Linked DNA regions of Mus musculus: region 2 is linked to region 1. The links are chromatin contacts, called in public promoter capture Hi-C maps. All regions are on one chromosome and are shown on one strand. Each heading gives the region's core, a stretch centred on a gene start, on an enhancer-like site or on the middle of the called end of the contact. The rest is flanking DNA. Distances are from core to core; before and after follow the strand shown.

The links. Capture Hi-C pulls out chosen DNA fragments and counts their contacts.
Region 2: a promoter capture Hi-C map of adipose tissue shows a contact between it and region 1. The contact joins two enhancer-like sites. A contact is called at or near these places in 1 of 484 Hi-C or Micro-C datasets (brain), 4 of 115 datasets of contacts at active chromatin or transcription factors (the 230-238 cell line, bone marrow-derived dendritic cells, differentiating embryonic stem cells and 1 more) and 4 of 9 other capture datasets (adipose tissue, embryonic stem cells, liver and 1 more).

Annotation. Positions count from the first base shown.
Region 1 is chr1:165,612,880-165,620,405 of GRCm38.p6, forward strand. All of the region lies in intron 1 of Mpzl1 (myelin protein zero-like 1), which reads right to left. Among named protein-coding and RNA genes, the nearest start is that of Mpzl1, 18 kb to the right of the region's middle. Within about 2 kb of position 4,387, at least 114 of the 459 cell types and tissues checked have an H3K27ac peak or open chromatin away from gene starts, as enhancers often do. A contact at or near this core is called in adipose tissue, where this site is marked.
Region 2 is chr1:165,732,197-165,739,722 of GRCm38.p6, forward strand. No RefSeq gene overlaps it. Among named protein-coding and RNA genes, the nearest start is that of Gm46168, 16 kb to the right of the region's middle. Within about 2 kb of position 4,390, at least 43 of the 459 cell types and tissues checked have an H3K27ac peak or open chromatin away from gene starts, as enhancers often do. A contact at or near this core is called in adipose tissue, where this site is marked.

The sequences.
Region 1 (7,526 bases), core at 3,137-5,636:
CCGAACAAGAAGGGCTTCCTGTCTAAGCTGCAGCAACGTTTCTGGCTATGCACCGGTGTTCCTTCTGTGGCAGATTTTCACATTTCCTCTCAAGCACTGAGGAGAAGATGACTGTCTCAGAGTAACCGAGAGCTTTCCTGACAACCCCTCCCTCTCTTCTGTAGCCATTTTCTGCTGTTAAGCCTTCCTCTTCCATACCTACCACTTCTACCACAGATCAAAAGCTACCACCACGCAGACTATCTGAAGCATCCTCTAACACTGCCCTCGTTCATGGATCCATATTTTGATGCTGTTATCCACTCTAATTTCCAAAGTCATTATAGTTACCACCACCACCACCACCATGGTTACCTCCACCAAAGTTTTCTCCTTCACCACCACATCCACCACCTCGGTCTCCATATCCTGGTCCACCACCATCGCCTCCTCTACTATTGTAACCATGACCACCACCAGAGTTACCACCATCACCTTCAAATCCTTTATATCCACCACCACCACTTCTGTAACTACCTCTTTGGCCACAATCTCTACCACCATAGCCTCCTCTTCCACCAAAGTTTCCACCAAGACCAAAATTGCTTCCAAGAGCCATAAGTTGCCATATCCTCCTTCCACTCTCTCTATGATCCAGCAGGCTGCATCTCTTCTTCACAGTTAGGCTCATTGGCAGACTCTCTGTGGTCAGCAGATGCACCTCTTGTTTAGAAATGGCCCTTTTCACATCACAGTTATGCTTATTGATAACAATTTATGGACTCTCTAGAAACTGCTCCTTGGTTCTACCACAACCATCAAGTTTTCATGGCCGGGCACACATTCCTACATCCACCTCTTCAACACAGGAGCAAGTCACAAAACCAAAGTTCCTGGAATGTTTTGTTGAAAGTCTCTCAGCTCCACACAACCTGTAACGTTCCTCGTTCTCAGAATGTTCTCTTAAACTATCATCTGTGGTTTCAGAGCTTAGGACACCAATAAACAGCTTCCTCAACTGCTCCCGTTCCTCTGGATCATGACTCCATTTTGAGACCTGACTCACCTCTGCCAACTTGAGTTCAATCTGCAAGTGGTTTCTATGCAACAGCAGCAACAGCTTTTACCAAGCATACTTCAAGCATCAGTTTCTCTTGCTTAAACCTGCACATGGTTTCAATGCAAAGGCAGAGTCTAGAATCCAAAGTGCTTTTACACAAGCACACTGCAATTGTTGTTTCTGACCTTCCACATTGAGCGGGAATGGCGCCTTTGTTAAGAATGTTCTCCTGTGTGAACAAAGAGACGCTAGAAAGCAGGTGTCCCTCTAAGGTTACATTCCATGCAGCCCAAGCAAGGGGTGGGTTCGTTGGTTTCTTAAACAATTAGGAATGGCTTCCTTTGTCCTGCCTGCCCCCCCCCACCCCCACCCTTTTAATTATTATAGTGGAAGTTCACAGTTAAATGATTGTGGATCCAGACAGCTCGTCTTCAGAGTCATAAAAGGGAGTTCTCAGGGTCTAATTACAATGTCTACACATGCAAACATGAAGAGCACCAAGACATGGAAAGAACTGTGCTAAGCTACATTCCAAATCACGAAAAGCTGAGATCCCAATGTAAAAAAAAAATAACAAATAGATTCTTTTCAGACCTAGAATTTATAATTATGGGATCATGGCAAAAAAGTGGCTATTATCTTAGATGTCCACCAACTGATGAATGGGTAATGTAGTGAAACTATACACAATGGACTTTATTCCACTATAAAGAGCCTGAAATTATGTGTAAGAAATGGGTAGAACTGGAAAACACATGAAGTGAGGTAACCCAAGCTCAGAAAGTCAAACCACAGATTGTTTCTTATATGCAGATCCTCCTATCTTTTGATATTTTTTTAAAGTTCATTTAAGTTAAGTGTATACAGAACCATGGAGACTTAAAAGGGCTTGTGAGGGGAAAAAGAGATTCTTTAATTTGGGAGGGGAAGGAGTCGGACAGATATGCTATAAAAACAGAAGTGGGGGAGGAGAGAGATGGGAGAGGAGAGGATGGTGGGGAAGGTCAACCAAAAATAATGCTGTATTTTAAAAATGTGGAAATCTGATACTTCTCAAGAAAATGCGGAAATAAAAGTTGAAGCTAGATAGCTCAGAGTCAAAGTGCTTGTTGCACAAGCCTGATAACCTAGTTCCATACCCAGAGTACCAAGTTGGCTTGGCCATGTAAGGAACAGTATAACTTGGTTTCCTGCCCCTGGAACAGGCCAGCAGTGTGTGGGCCTCCACGGGTGTCAGTGGTGGCTGTGGGCATATGGCTTGTTTGTATAATGGTGTACATATTTTCATGTTCCTCCTTCAAGGAAGGTCCTCTCTGCCAAGCTTGATGACTCCATGATAATCAGAGACAGCATGAGTCCAGGAGGCGAGGGTGTGTCTATGTCTCAGCTAAATGGTAGAACACTGTGACCTTCAGGATAGCCCTCAAGGCTGTGGGAAAGAACAACGAATCCATGAGTTCAAAAATATATAATTTCTCAACTATGCAACATATAAGGATGCAATACAAATTATATAATGAGCTTCACAGACCTAAAGGCAACTGAACTCTGAGCTAGCTTGTCAGATACTAAGGAAGGAAAGAAATAGATTTAGGGAGTGGTGATCACACGGCAAGGTCCCATCCAGCAAAGTTTTTTTGTTTATACTTACAAAGGCCGGTAGATTCCTGAGATCAAGATCAGCCTGGGACAGAGGGAATTTAGGTCCAGGCCCAGGCATGGTAGGAATGATAATTTCAGAGTTGGGTCTCACCCAGCTATCTTATTGTCTGTGCTTGTGCTTGCTGACTCTGTCTAAGAATCAAAGGGCTGGAGTCACAGGATGCTGATTCATCGGAACCTGGGGAATGACTGAATTGATACATAAATTAAAAACTGGGCTTTTGATCTGAGCTATCGTAAGAGTTTTTAGAATAGCAAGAGAAAGCTGTCTCGAGCAGAGTAGAACACAGCGAGCAATCTGGAAAGCTGTCTCTAGCGGAACACAAGTCGTCAGCTTAGAACTGTTTCGCGGCTCCCAGACACCCTTTCTCTTAGGAACCCCAAGCCAAGCTGAGGCTGGTCCTTGGCACAAAGCCCATAACAGACAGAGAGGACAGATCCCTGACAGTTGTCCTCTGACCTCCGCATGCAGGCCACAGCATACACAGTATCTCACTCCAACTTCCATGCTGTGTGCATGCACACACACATAACTGAAATGGAAGTTAACAACATAAGAGTAAAAACAAAGTTGAGGGAAGCTGCAATGTGTTAGTTAGTTCACTGTGAACTTGGCACCTATTACAGTCATCTAAGAAGGGACCTCAGGTGAGGCAATGCCTTCGTCAAGTTGGCCGATAGGCAAGCCTGTGGGACATTTTATTGATTAATGATCAATGTGGGAGGGACCAACCCACTGTAGGCAGATGGTCCTGGAAGGCAAAAGAGAGGTAGCTGAGTGGGAGCCTGGAAAGCAAGGCAGTGGTGATCAGACTTCCTCTACGGCTTCTGCGTCCGTTCTTGCTTTGAGCCCCTAATCAGGCTTCCCTTCATGGTGAACTGTTTTGGTCATAGTATTTATTATAGCAAAAGGAAAAAAGATGGAGGAGGAGGAGGAAGAGAAGGAAGAGTCGGAAGAAGAGGAGGAGGAGGAAGAGGAAAGAAGGAAAGAAAGAAAACTAAGCCACAATGTATTAACTCTGAGCCTTAAAACACTTTAAAATGACTTTTCCTGTTGACATCAGGGGAAAGATTATGGCCTACATATAAAACAAAAATTTAATGAATAAAAAGACAAAATGCTTATCAAGTGTTTCCAAACTCCATGAACTTACGTCCAAGGCTTACATAAACAAACGTCTGTGTAAACCCTGACACAGTAACAGCATCGGCACATTTCCCCCTTTGTTTAACAAGCAGCAGAAAACTTTGCTGAGTTATGCTGGGGCTCAAAGGTCAAGAAAACAAATAAACAACCCAGAAAGAACTCTTCAGTTACTGAGCCCTAGAGACTAGGGCTTCTAAAACGCACTGCCTTGCCAATTTATCTTTGAGCAGTGACTTTGCCGTTTATAAAGAGCATGGAGACTGCCTCAGATGGAAAGACACCTAGAGAATCCCTGACCGGCAAACACAACGCAGCAAGGTCATTTCTACAAGAAGCAAACAATACCCACACTTGATGTGCTTATGGTTTAGATGGAAAGCCAGGACATTTTAGTAAAGATCAAAAGGAAAATACAGAGTATGAAAACAACAAAGAAATGAAGCTTTGTTTCTTGGGTCTGGCAGCTGCTCAGGCAGACTCTGACCCGGCCATCTATCTAGCTGAGTCCCCAGCACGAGTGCCACACCACCCAGCCTGAAGAAAGCAAATTGAGACCCGGTTAGACAAACATGGCTCGTCCAGGAGGTCATTTCCTGACATGGCCTGTTCCAATACTCTGAATTACGAACGTAACAGGAAGTGAGTGAGGCGGCCCAGTGACCTTATTACTCCAAATAAACTCAAACTTGTAAAACCACTGGAAATATACTGGATAGCATAGTTGTGAGTAAACAAAACACCCCCACAGCCCAGGCAGACAACGATCCTGAAACAGCTTTTGGTTGAGACCATCCTCGTTCTGTTACTGTTACAAAGGATCCTGTTAAGGTTTTCCCTGTCATTGAAAGAAGGCGGTTGCTTTAATCCGCAGCCTCCCACCCCCACCCCCAGCCCCACCCCCACCCCGGCAAGCACTTTGAAGTTGCCAGTATGGCCTCTCATGAAAGCGTATAAATCCATCTATTTAGGAACTGCTCTCTGGCCTATGCTTCATTGATTTTGTTGGAACATGGTGATGGGCTAATACTATCTGCTAAGACAAGCCCTCATGTGACCTTTTAAAAGAAAAAAACAAAACACTAAACACAAGGTCATTCAGGAGGAGTTTACCGCTGGGCCACCACGGTGGAAGGGACAGGTGCCTGGGCTCTTACTCTCTATTTACCCCATGAGCTGTGTTCTTTCTCTGCCTCCCCCCCCCCCCCCCAAACATTTTATGTTTCAGGATAAAAACTGAGGGAGAGCCACGTGGTGGTGGAATGCTTTAATCTCAGCACTCCAGAGACTAATGCATGTGGATCTCTGAGTTCGAGGCCAGCCTGGTCTACAGCGTGGTTTCCAGGATACCCAGAGCTACACGGAGAAACCCTGTCTCAAAAACCAAACAACAAACAAAGTGAGGGAAAGACATTAGTAAGAAGGGGAAAAACATCTTTTTTCAGTCCCAGAATGTTCCAGGCAAAACATTCAGTAGTACCCACTGTGCCTGAACAATCTGACTGGCTAAGCAGAGCTTGGTCACGTGTGTCAGCAGCGACTGCGCAGGTGCAGAGCTGCTTGGCAGCGGTTGGTGGCCAGAGGCCACTGAGAGCTCAAATGGGCTCCTTTCTTCCATGCGTCAGGGTTGCTATTTTGGAACCCTCTTAGCTGAATGACACAAAGTCAGGGACGGCTACAGAAATATACTCCATTCAGTGAGCCTGAAATCCTCATCAAGTGAACTTTCCACTCGCCGGGAACACACTCCTTCCTCTGCACGCTGTCTGAGCCTCTGCTTCAGGCTTCAATCTCAAAATGACTTCCTTCCCCCACACTTGGTGATCCCATGACATCCTGTCCTTCCCTGGGCACTTCTCCCATTGTGCTCTGTGGAAAGGACAGCTGTCTATAGCCATCAGAGGGCAGAGGACGGGTTCTATGTTCACTATTACACTCTTGACCTGACAGTCGCGTGGTCCCTTCTCAATGTGTTCAGGTGTTGTTTGATGCTGGGGGTGGGGGTGGGGGGCACAAAATGAGAGAACTAAGGAAAGAAAGAACAAAATATACAACGTTCTGAGTGCTTCACAATAAAGGTTTCAAGATTTGAGTTGGAGAGATGGCTCAGCGTAGCACTTAAGAACCGTGGCTGCTCTTGCAGAGGACCTAAGTTCAATTCCCAGCAACCACATGGTGGCTCACAACCATCTATAACAGGATCCGATGCCCTTTTCTAATATGTCAGCTACAGCATACTCATATAATAAACAAACAAACAAGTCTTTAAAAAAGAAAACCAAAATCATTTTTTTTTTAATTCAAGATTTGCAGGGGTGGTGGCGCACACCTTTAACTCCAGCACCCAGGAGGCAGAGGCAGGTGGGTCTCGAAGTTTGAGGCCAGCCTGGTCTACAGAGTGAGTGAGTTCCAGGACAGCCAAGGTTAGAGAGAGAAATACTGTCTTGAAAAGCCAAACAAACAAAAAAATCCAAGTTTTAAAACACCATCATGGTGGGGCGGGGGTGGAGGGTGTCTATAGAGATTACTCGGGACAATATCTGTTGGCTGGAACTGTCTTGAAGGCAGCATCTACAGGTCTCCTCCAAAGGGAATTTATCTATCGGAATCTCAATGTAAGGGAAACATCCATGTACTTGTGGGAACAGGCAGGATTCTCCAGTCTCAGGGCCAATCCCTACCATTCACACCCATGTCCAGCTGGCCACGTCCCTAGCCTTAACTTTTTTTCTGGACCAACAAAGATTTTTCTGTTGCTGAAATGAGAAATATTCACAAGGTCCTAAATCAGGCCAGTCACTGCACTGACTATAAGTCACTTGACTATAAGGCCTGGAATGGCTTCTCTGTCTCTCTCTGTGTGCACTGTTCATCTCTTTCCTGTGACTGAGTGCTTTTTTCCAATCAAGCATTCATTCTTACAAGTCTATGCAGGAAGCGACAGCCTTGTGCAGACAGACAAACATGCACAGTCCATCAGGGAAGGCCCATTCCCTGCATCTGGACTCCCAGGGAGTCATGTGAGGATGTCCCACAGTGAGCCTTCACTAAAGACCAAGAACTCAATGCAATCACGCAGGCAATGCACAAGCCATTCCTGCCCTCCGCTTGCCCTGTAGGACCAGCAGGTAGGATCCAAGCATGTCCTCAGATTTTGGCAAAAAGAAGAAAATATAGTCCTTTGGGTAAATCTGATCATTTTCCTGCCAAAAGGTTATAACTTAACACCCCGTGTTGAAAGCCCTGAGGGCACTAACCACTGCAGAGCTCACCATTCAATATTTCGTCTTTCTCAAGTGCAGAAATGTATACAAAATTTCTCTTTTAGCAAAAGATCACTGTGTCTTAAAACTGTGTGAACTCTCAAATCTTAGAAGATTCACAGTGCATCAGAAACCGTGGGAAACAAATGTAGCCAGTACCATAAGACATCATTGTAATGAGGACTGGAAAAGAGTCTGCGCTCAAGGTCAATGGCAAGAAGGACATTCCTCAAAAAGCGTAAAGTAAAATAAATAAATAAGTAAATACAAGTTAGTGGTGCTCATTTAAACTACTGAAAAACTCTCAACTACTGTGTATGTGTTCACAAGGGTGGACCACTCGACACACTAGAAGTAAACACTATTGTGAACTCTAGAGTCTCTGGGTGACAATGGTGTTGCGGTACAGGTTCAACTG
Region 2 (7,526 bases), core at 3,140-5,639, 120 kb after region 1:
GCACAATATAGTATGTATGTACCTCCATTCATGCACATCAACATTTACACACACACACACACCACACGAACACACACACACACACAGAGAGCAGAATATTTACTATGAGGTGGCTGCTCTGTATCTCAAAGCACTTAAGCCCATACATGTTAGTCTTCTTTAAAAAATATAATTGAATTTTAATTTTATGTCCATTGGTGTTTTGCCTGCATATATATCAGTGTGAATGTGGTGGACCCCTGGAACTGGAGTTACAAACAGTTGTGAGTTGTGAGTCCTGGCAATTGAACCCATGTCCTCTGAAAAATCAGCTCTTAACCACTGAGCCATCTCTGAAGCCGTTGTTGTTGTTGTTGCTGTTGCTGCTGCTGTTGTTGTTGTTGCTCTTCTTCTTCTTCTTCTTCTTCTTCTTCTTCTTCTTCTTCTTCTTCTTCTTCTTCTTCTTCTCCTCCTCCTCCTCCTCCTCCTCCTCCTCCTCCTCCTCCTCCTCCTCCTTCCCCCTCCTCATTAAAAATTCCTTAATTTTTTTTCAGTGTCTTTTTTATTAGATATTTTCTTTATGTATATTTTAAATGTTATCCCGAAAGTTCCCTATACCCTCCCTCAGCCCTGCTCCCCTACCCACCCACTCCCACTTCTTGGCCCTGGCATTCCCCTGTATTGGGGCATATAAAGTTTGCAATACCAAGAGGCCTCTCTTCCCAGTGATTGCCGACTAGGCCATCTTCTGCTACACACGCAGCTAGAGATATGAGCTCTGGGGGTACTGGTTAGTTCATATTGTTGTTCCACCTATAGGGTTGCAGACCCCTTCAGCTCCTTGGGTGCTTTCTCTAGCTTCTCCATTGGGGGCCCTGTGTTCTATCTTATAGATGACTGTGAGCATCCACTTCTGTATTTGCCAGGCACTGGCATAGCCTCATATGAGACAGCTATAACAGAGTCCCTTCAGCAAAATCTTTCTGGCATATGCAATAGTGTCTGGGTTTGGTGGCTGATTATGGGATGGATCCCCGGGTGGGGTAGTCTCTGGATGGTCCATCCTTTCGTCTTAGCTCCAAACTTTGTCTCTTAACTCCTTACATGGGTATTTTGTTCCCTATTCTAAGAAGGAATGATGTATCCACCCATTGGTCTTCCCTCTTCTTGATTTTCTTGTGTTTTGCAAATTGTATCTTGGGTGTTCTATGTTTCTGGGCTAATATCCACTTATCAGTGAGTGCATATCTAATGACTTCTTTTGTGATTGGGTTACCTCACTAAGGATGATATCCTCCAGATACCTCCATTTGTCCAAGAATTTTGTAAGTCCATTGTCTTTAATTGCTGAGTAGTGCTTCATTGTGTAAATGCACCACATTTTCCATATCCGTTCTTCTGTTGAGGGACATTTGGGTTCTTTCCAGCTTCTGGCTATTATAAATAAGGCTGCTATGAACATAGTGGAGCAGGTGTTCTTATTACCAGTTGGAACTTCTTCTGGGTATATGCTCAGGAGAGGTATTGCTGGATCTTCCGGTAGTATTTGTCCAATTTTCTGAGGAACCTCCATACTGACTTCCAGAGTGGTTGTACAAGCTTGCAATCCCACCAGCAGTGGAAAAGTGTTCCTCTTTCTCCACATCCTCCCCAGCATCTGTTGTCACCTGAAGTTTTGATCTTAGCCATCCTGACTGGTGTGAGGTGGAATCTCAGGGTTGTTTTGATTTGCATTTCCCTGATGATTAAGGATGTTGAACATTTTTTCAGGTGCTTCTCAGCCATTCGGTATTCCTCAATTGAGAATTCTTTGTTTAGCTCTGAACCCCATTTTTAATGGGGTTATTTGAATTTCTGGAGTCCAGCTTCTTGAGCTCTTTGTATATATTGGATATCAGTCCCCTATCAGATTTAGGATTGGTAAAAATCCTTTCCCAATCTGTTGGTGGCCTTTTTGTCTTATTGACAGTGTCTTTTGCCTTACAAAAGCTTTACAATTTTATGAGGACTCATTTGTCAATTCTTGATCTTACTGTGCAAGCCATTGCTGTTCTGTTTAGGAAAAAAATTCCTTAATTTTTTATTCCTGGTACCACTACCACAATTTACAGGACAATATGCCTGATGTAATGAAGAGAAAGGTACTGTTGTACCAGATAAAAGGCCTCGGGGATATACATCTAATTGACACTACATTGCATTAATAAACAGCTGCACATTTTGCAAACTACACTATGATAGACCTAAGCTTCCTGTTTAAGTTGCAGTGATGTTTCTGACTATGGATCATCGCTCCCTCTGTGGCAGACTTTTACAGTTCCTCTAAGGCATGCGGAACAACTATCTCAAAGTAACCTATGGCTTTCCTGACAACCCCTCACTTTCTCTCCTGCTAAGAACTATAGCCCTTTTCTACTGTTTGTAAAACCTTCTGCTACCAAGTCCACCACTTCTACCATCAGACCTATAGCCACTGCCATGGGGACTGCCTGAGCTTCTTCCACCAAAACTAACCCACCCCTGGATCCGTGCCATTATCCACTCTAAGTTCCAAAGTCATTATAGTTCCTACCACCACCACCACCACCACCACAGTCACCTCCACCAAAGTTCCCTCCATTGTAACCGTTACATCCTCCTCCACCACCTCGGTCTCCATATCCTGGTCCACCACCATTGCCTCCTCTACTATTGTAACCATGACCACCACCACAGTTACCACCATCACCTTCAAATCCTTTATATCCACCATCACCACTTCTGTAACTACCTCTGCAGCCACCATCTCTGCCACCATAGCCTCCTCTTCCACCAAAGTTTCCACCAAGACCAAAATTGCCTCCAAAGTTTCCTCACTGACCCACAAAGTTGCCACATCCTCCTCCCCAACCCTCTACGATCCTGCAGACTGCATCTCTCCTTCGCAATTATGCCCATTGACAGACTCTTTGTGGTCAGCAGGTGCATCTCTTGTTTAGAAACAGCTCTTTCCACTTCACAATTACACCCATTGACAGTGTGGTATTTCTGAACAATTTTATCAACTCTGCCATGATCATCAAAAGTTACAAAAGCAAATCCTCTTTTTTTCCCCACTCTTTGACTTCTATGATGTAGATGGCTTCTGCCATACTTTTCAAAGTAGTCTCTTAGATTATACTCTTCTGTATTTTCCTTTATACTACCAACATTTTCTTTCACTGTTCAACAAGTACCATGGCTTTTGGCCTCTCTAGAAATGGCGCCTCGGTTCCACCCCAGTCATCAGCTTTGGGAGGGGGGTGGGGGGAACACTCACCGCAGCATCAAGAGATAAGGTCAGGAGCCTTAAGCCTCTGGAACGTCTTGTTGGGGATTCCTCATTATCACACAGTCTCTAATAGTGCCCCGTTTCTCAAAATGTTCTCTTAAGTTATTTGTGGTTCCGAAGCTCAGACCACCAAAAAACAGCTTTCTCAGCTGCTCTGGTTCCTTTGGATCATGGCCTCCATTTTGAGTCCAGACGTGCCTCTTCCAACGCGAATTCCCCTGTTGGTTTTCTTTGGTCCAGTAAAATCCGTGCAGTAGAACACAACCCACTCACTTGCTTAACGGTGGTTGAGTTCACTGGCCCTCTGTGTTCTGAGTCCCTGGCAGGTATGACGTGCTGTGACCCGATGCTTCGGATGGATACTTGTGTGGGCCCACCACAGCATCATGGGATGACACTTCCATTTTAAAGGTTTATTTATTTTTATTTTATGTTTATGAGTGGTTTGACTACCTATGTATGGATACCTTACGCATGTAGTGCTTGCAGAAACCAGACGAGGTTATCAGATCCTCTGGAACCCTCCATGTGGATACTGGGAATCAAACTTGAGTCTCGGCCAGAGCAAAAAGTGCTTTTAACTGCTGAGCCATCCGTACAGCTCCAATACTTCCGTTTTAAGCCAAGAAATATTCTAGGTCGTTTATCTTTTATTCTAGTTTAGATCCTGAAACTGATGTTTTGACAATACTGGTTCTGTCTCTGCACAGACGTCCTTGTTTGGGGAGGCTCCAGCTACAGTCTGGACTGGAGTGTCGAAACATGCCTCACTGCGGAAACCTGCGACTCTGAGACAGCAAACTTCTCCCATCCATGAGTTCACAGATCATTTGCAAGACTGTTGCAAGCTATAGAAACAGCGCCCTCTTGTGACCAGAGCATGCCACACAGTCTCCAGAGAAAGACGCTTCAGTCTTAGAACTGTGGCGATCTCTGCCCCCACAACTCACTCTCATTTTTCTTCCCTTCTCTCTTCCTGTATTTATTTTGAGGCAAGGTCTTGCTGTATAAATATAGAACTCACAAAATAACTCAGGCCGATCTCAGATTCAAACTCATTATCCTCTTGCCTCAGCCTCCAAAGAGCCAGGATCATAGGTTTGCCCCAAGTCTGGCATCCCTCTGTTTCAACAGTGTTCAAAGTAAGACTGGTGACGTAATTCCGAAGCAAGGTTCATTAAAGCATCCGAGAGAGCAGTCAGTCAATCCCAGGGAGGCTACTGTCTCCCTGTTTCCAAAGTAGAGTCTAGACCTGCTTAAAATGTTTAAATGAGCGAGCCACACATTCTCAGGAAATCCATCAAACAAAGATTTATTTCTCTTGACTGGGCTTTTGATAAACGTGACAGAATGCAAACATGCAATCTCTTGATAAAGGCCCTGCTGCTGACAAACAGTAAGATTGCTGTCCTTTAAATAAATGAGAAGGACGAAGGGACAAAACAGCTCAGAAGGTTTAAAAAAAAAAAAAAGGTCCTTGCTGTCGGAGCCTGAAGACCTGGGTTGAGGACCCAGTTTCAACACCTGGTGATCCCATGTTAAACGTTAGAGACAGAAGCCCTCATCTGTAACCCCAACGTTCCGTTTGAGAGATGAGAGCTGGTGACAGAGCTGGCTGGAAGCTCTTAGGCCAGCTAGCTAGGAGTACTCAGCTTCACTCCATCAGAGAACATAAGACAGAGCCTGCATCGATAAGGTGGAAGGAGAGAGCTGTCTCCCCAAAGCTCTCCTCTCGCCGGTCGCGTGCGCTGGCATTTGAGAAAATTATTTACCTAGATGCATGACTCACAGTGCCAACTTCAGAAGAAGAAAACTCAACAGAAGGAGAAAACTAGGCCCAAATCTCCTGTTGGTGCTACTGGAATCTTTTGATACCTCATCTCACAATGTAGCCCAGGCTCGCCTCGAACTTGATAGCCTCCTGCTTAGCCTCTCAGAGAGCTGTAGCTACAGATGCTCCCAGCACGCCTGGCTTCCAAGTCCCTTTGAGAAAAAGAGTCAGTGAATCCTGTAGCTCGTGAAAGAAAGGGAGACATCAAAGGGATTCTCAAACAGCAGTGTTCTGGGACAGCCTTTATTTATTATAGATGCAGCCTCACCCACAGATCTGACGCCATTAATCTGGGCCTGAGGAATCCACCCCCTCCAGAAGGAAGCTGAATTTTCAATAACTGCTCAGGGAATAGTTTAGAAAGGGGATGTTGCCACAGCAAGTCTGTGATGATTTGAGCAGGGTAGAGAAGTGAGATCAGATGCCATTGCTCACAAGGACAAACATCTCCGAGCAAAACGCCTTGATATATGTTTATTTTAAGCTGTGGTTTCTTTCTTTTTAAAAATAGACTATCTTTTATTTATTCTTTGACAATATCATACATGTAAACAATGTATCTTGGTTGTATACATTCTCCCCCCTTCCTTCTCACTACCCCTAGGCATCAGGCACCCCAGCACACCCCCTCCCTACTTCAAGTCCTTTTTAAAAAACTATTGTCTGTAAGAACCAATGTGATTTTAGAGCAAATTGAAGCCACCAGATCCGTTAGGAGTTTATGTGGCCTTGTGTGGTTTGGAAAGCATCGATTGCCTAAGACAAAGGTTCCTCCTTCCTTTTTTGTTACCATATGTGCTGTGCTGTTCAATCTACAAAGAGAGTAGCCTTCGTTTGGGCTACTGCTTAAGATTAGACTCTCTTTGATTAGACCATTCTCTTGTAGACAAGACTTGTTTCAGATTGGACTAGCATCTGATTAGGACAGGAGAGATCAAAACTCTTGTGAGTGAAATGGACCCACTCTTGGAAAATGACCCCAGGAGTTCATTGTTCTTTATTATGCAGCACCTGTTTTTATGTTATGTGTATGAGGGCTCCCCTACATGTGTGTATGTGCACTACATACATACTATGTGCATACCTGGTAACCTCAGTTCAGAAGAGAGCTTCGGAGTCCCTAGAACTGGAGGTAAAATTGGTGTGGTCACCACGCAGATGCTGGAAACTGAACCCAGGTCCTCTGCAAGAGCAGCAAATGCTCTTAACCACCGAGGCACCTCGGAAGGTCTTCCCATGGAGCTTTCTGTTTTCACGGTGCTTCCATATTGATGCCCGTAGCAGGAGGTGATTTTTGTTGTTGTATGATGTTCCTCTCGGTGAAAATGTCCCTCTTGCTGAGGAAAGTTGAGCAGGTTCTACTCGGTCATATTCTGTTTTTTTTTTCTACTACAAAGGCTGAGCAAAGCCCTCTCTAGAATGCTATTCGAATTATGAGGACAACTAGGTCTAAGTATAGAAGATAATTGCAAATTGTTTTCCTCAGTGGCCAAGCCCATTTACATTCTCACAATGATGCAGGATACAAGGTTGGCATTTGGTCTAGTCAGACTGTCATCTTTCCCTCCTGCTGGGCCCAAAGCCCCTGCTCTTATTTCTGTAATTCAGGGTATTGGCTTGGTGTCTTTCCACAGTAGCCTCACTCTGAATTTTAAGGTGAAACAAAACAAGAAACAAAACATCTCAAGTGACTAAGAACCAACCTTCAGTGGGCACAACTTTGATCTGTAAACTGTCCTGGTCAAAGGATCAAAGGCTGAAGAAGAGAGAATAAATCCTGGTGCAGACAAAGTTCCTCAAAGGATGTTAAATTTACAAGCCGTGAAGTGTGGACTAGAAAACCAGGTGCTTTAGCTAAGGACTGTTGGTATGGGAAACCCAGGCTCATCAAGGATGAAAACCAACCCCAGCCATCAGGGAATTTTTGTAAACAGATACCTCCCAGGCCTAGTGGGATGATCACACACTTACAACAGGCTGTGTTGCAAAGGGGAACAAGTGTCTTTGACCAAGAGTGCCCCTCTTGCTATGACCAAGAGTGTCCCCTTGCTAATCTGTTCCATGAACTGTTCCTGAGAATCTATAACTTGTTCTCCTAGAGATCTTGATCTTTCTAGTGTATGCTAAAACACCATTTACAAAAGTAACTTGTGAAAGAAAAAGGTTACTTTTATTTGGCTTATAGGTTACAGCCAGTCATCAAGAGAAACCATGGCAGGAACTCAAGGCAAGAGTTTAACCAGAAACGACTTGTTTGCTCCCCGACTCCAGGGCAGCTACCTGTCTTATGCAACCCAGGACCACCTACCCAAGACTACCATCACCCAGAGTGGGCCAGGCCCTTCTCCATCAATTAGCAATCAAGAAAATGTCCCTTGAGCTGTGCCCACACTTCATTCTGATGGA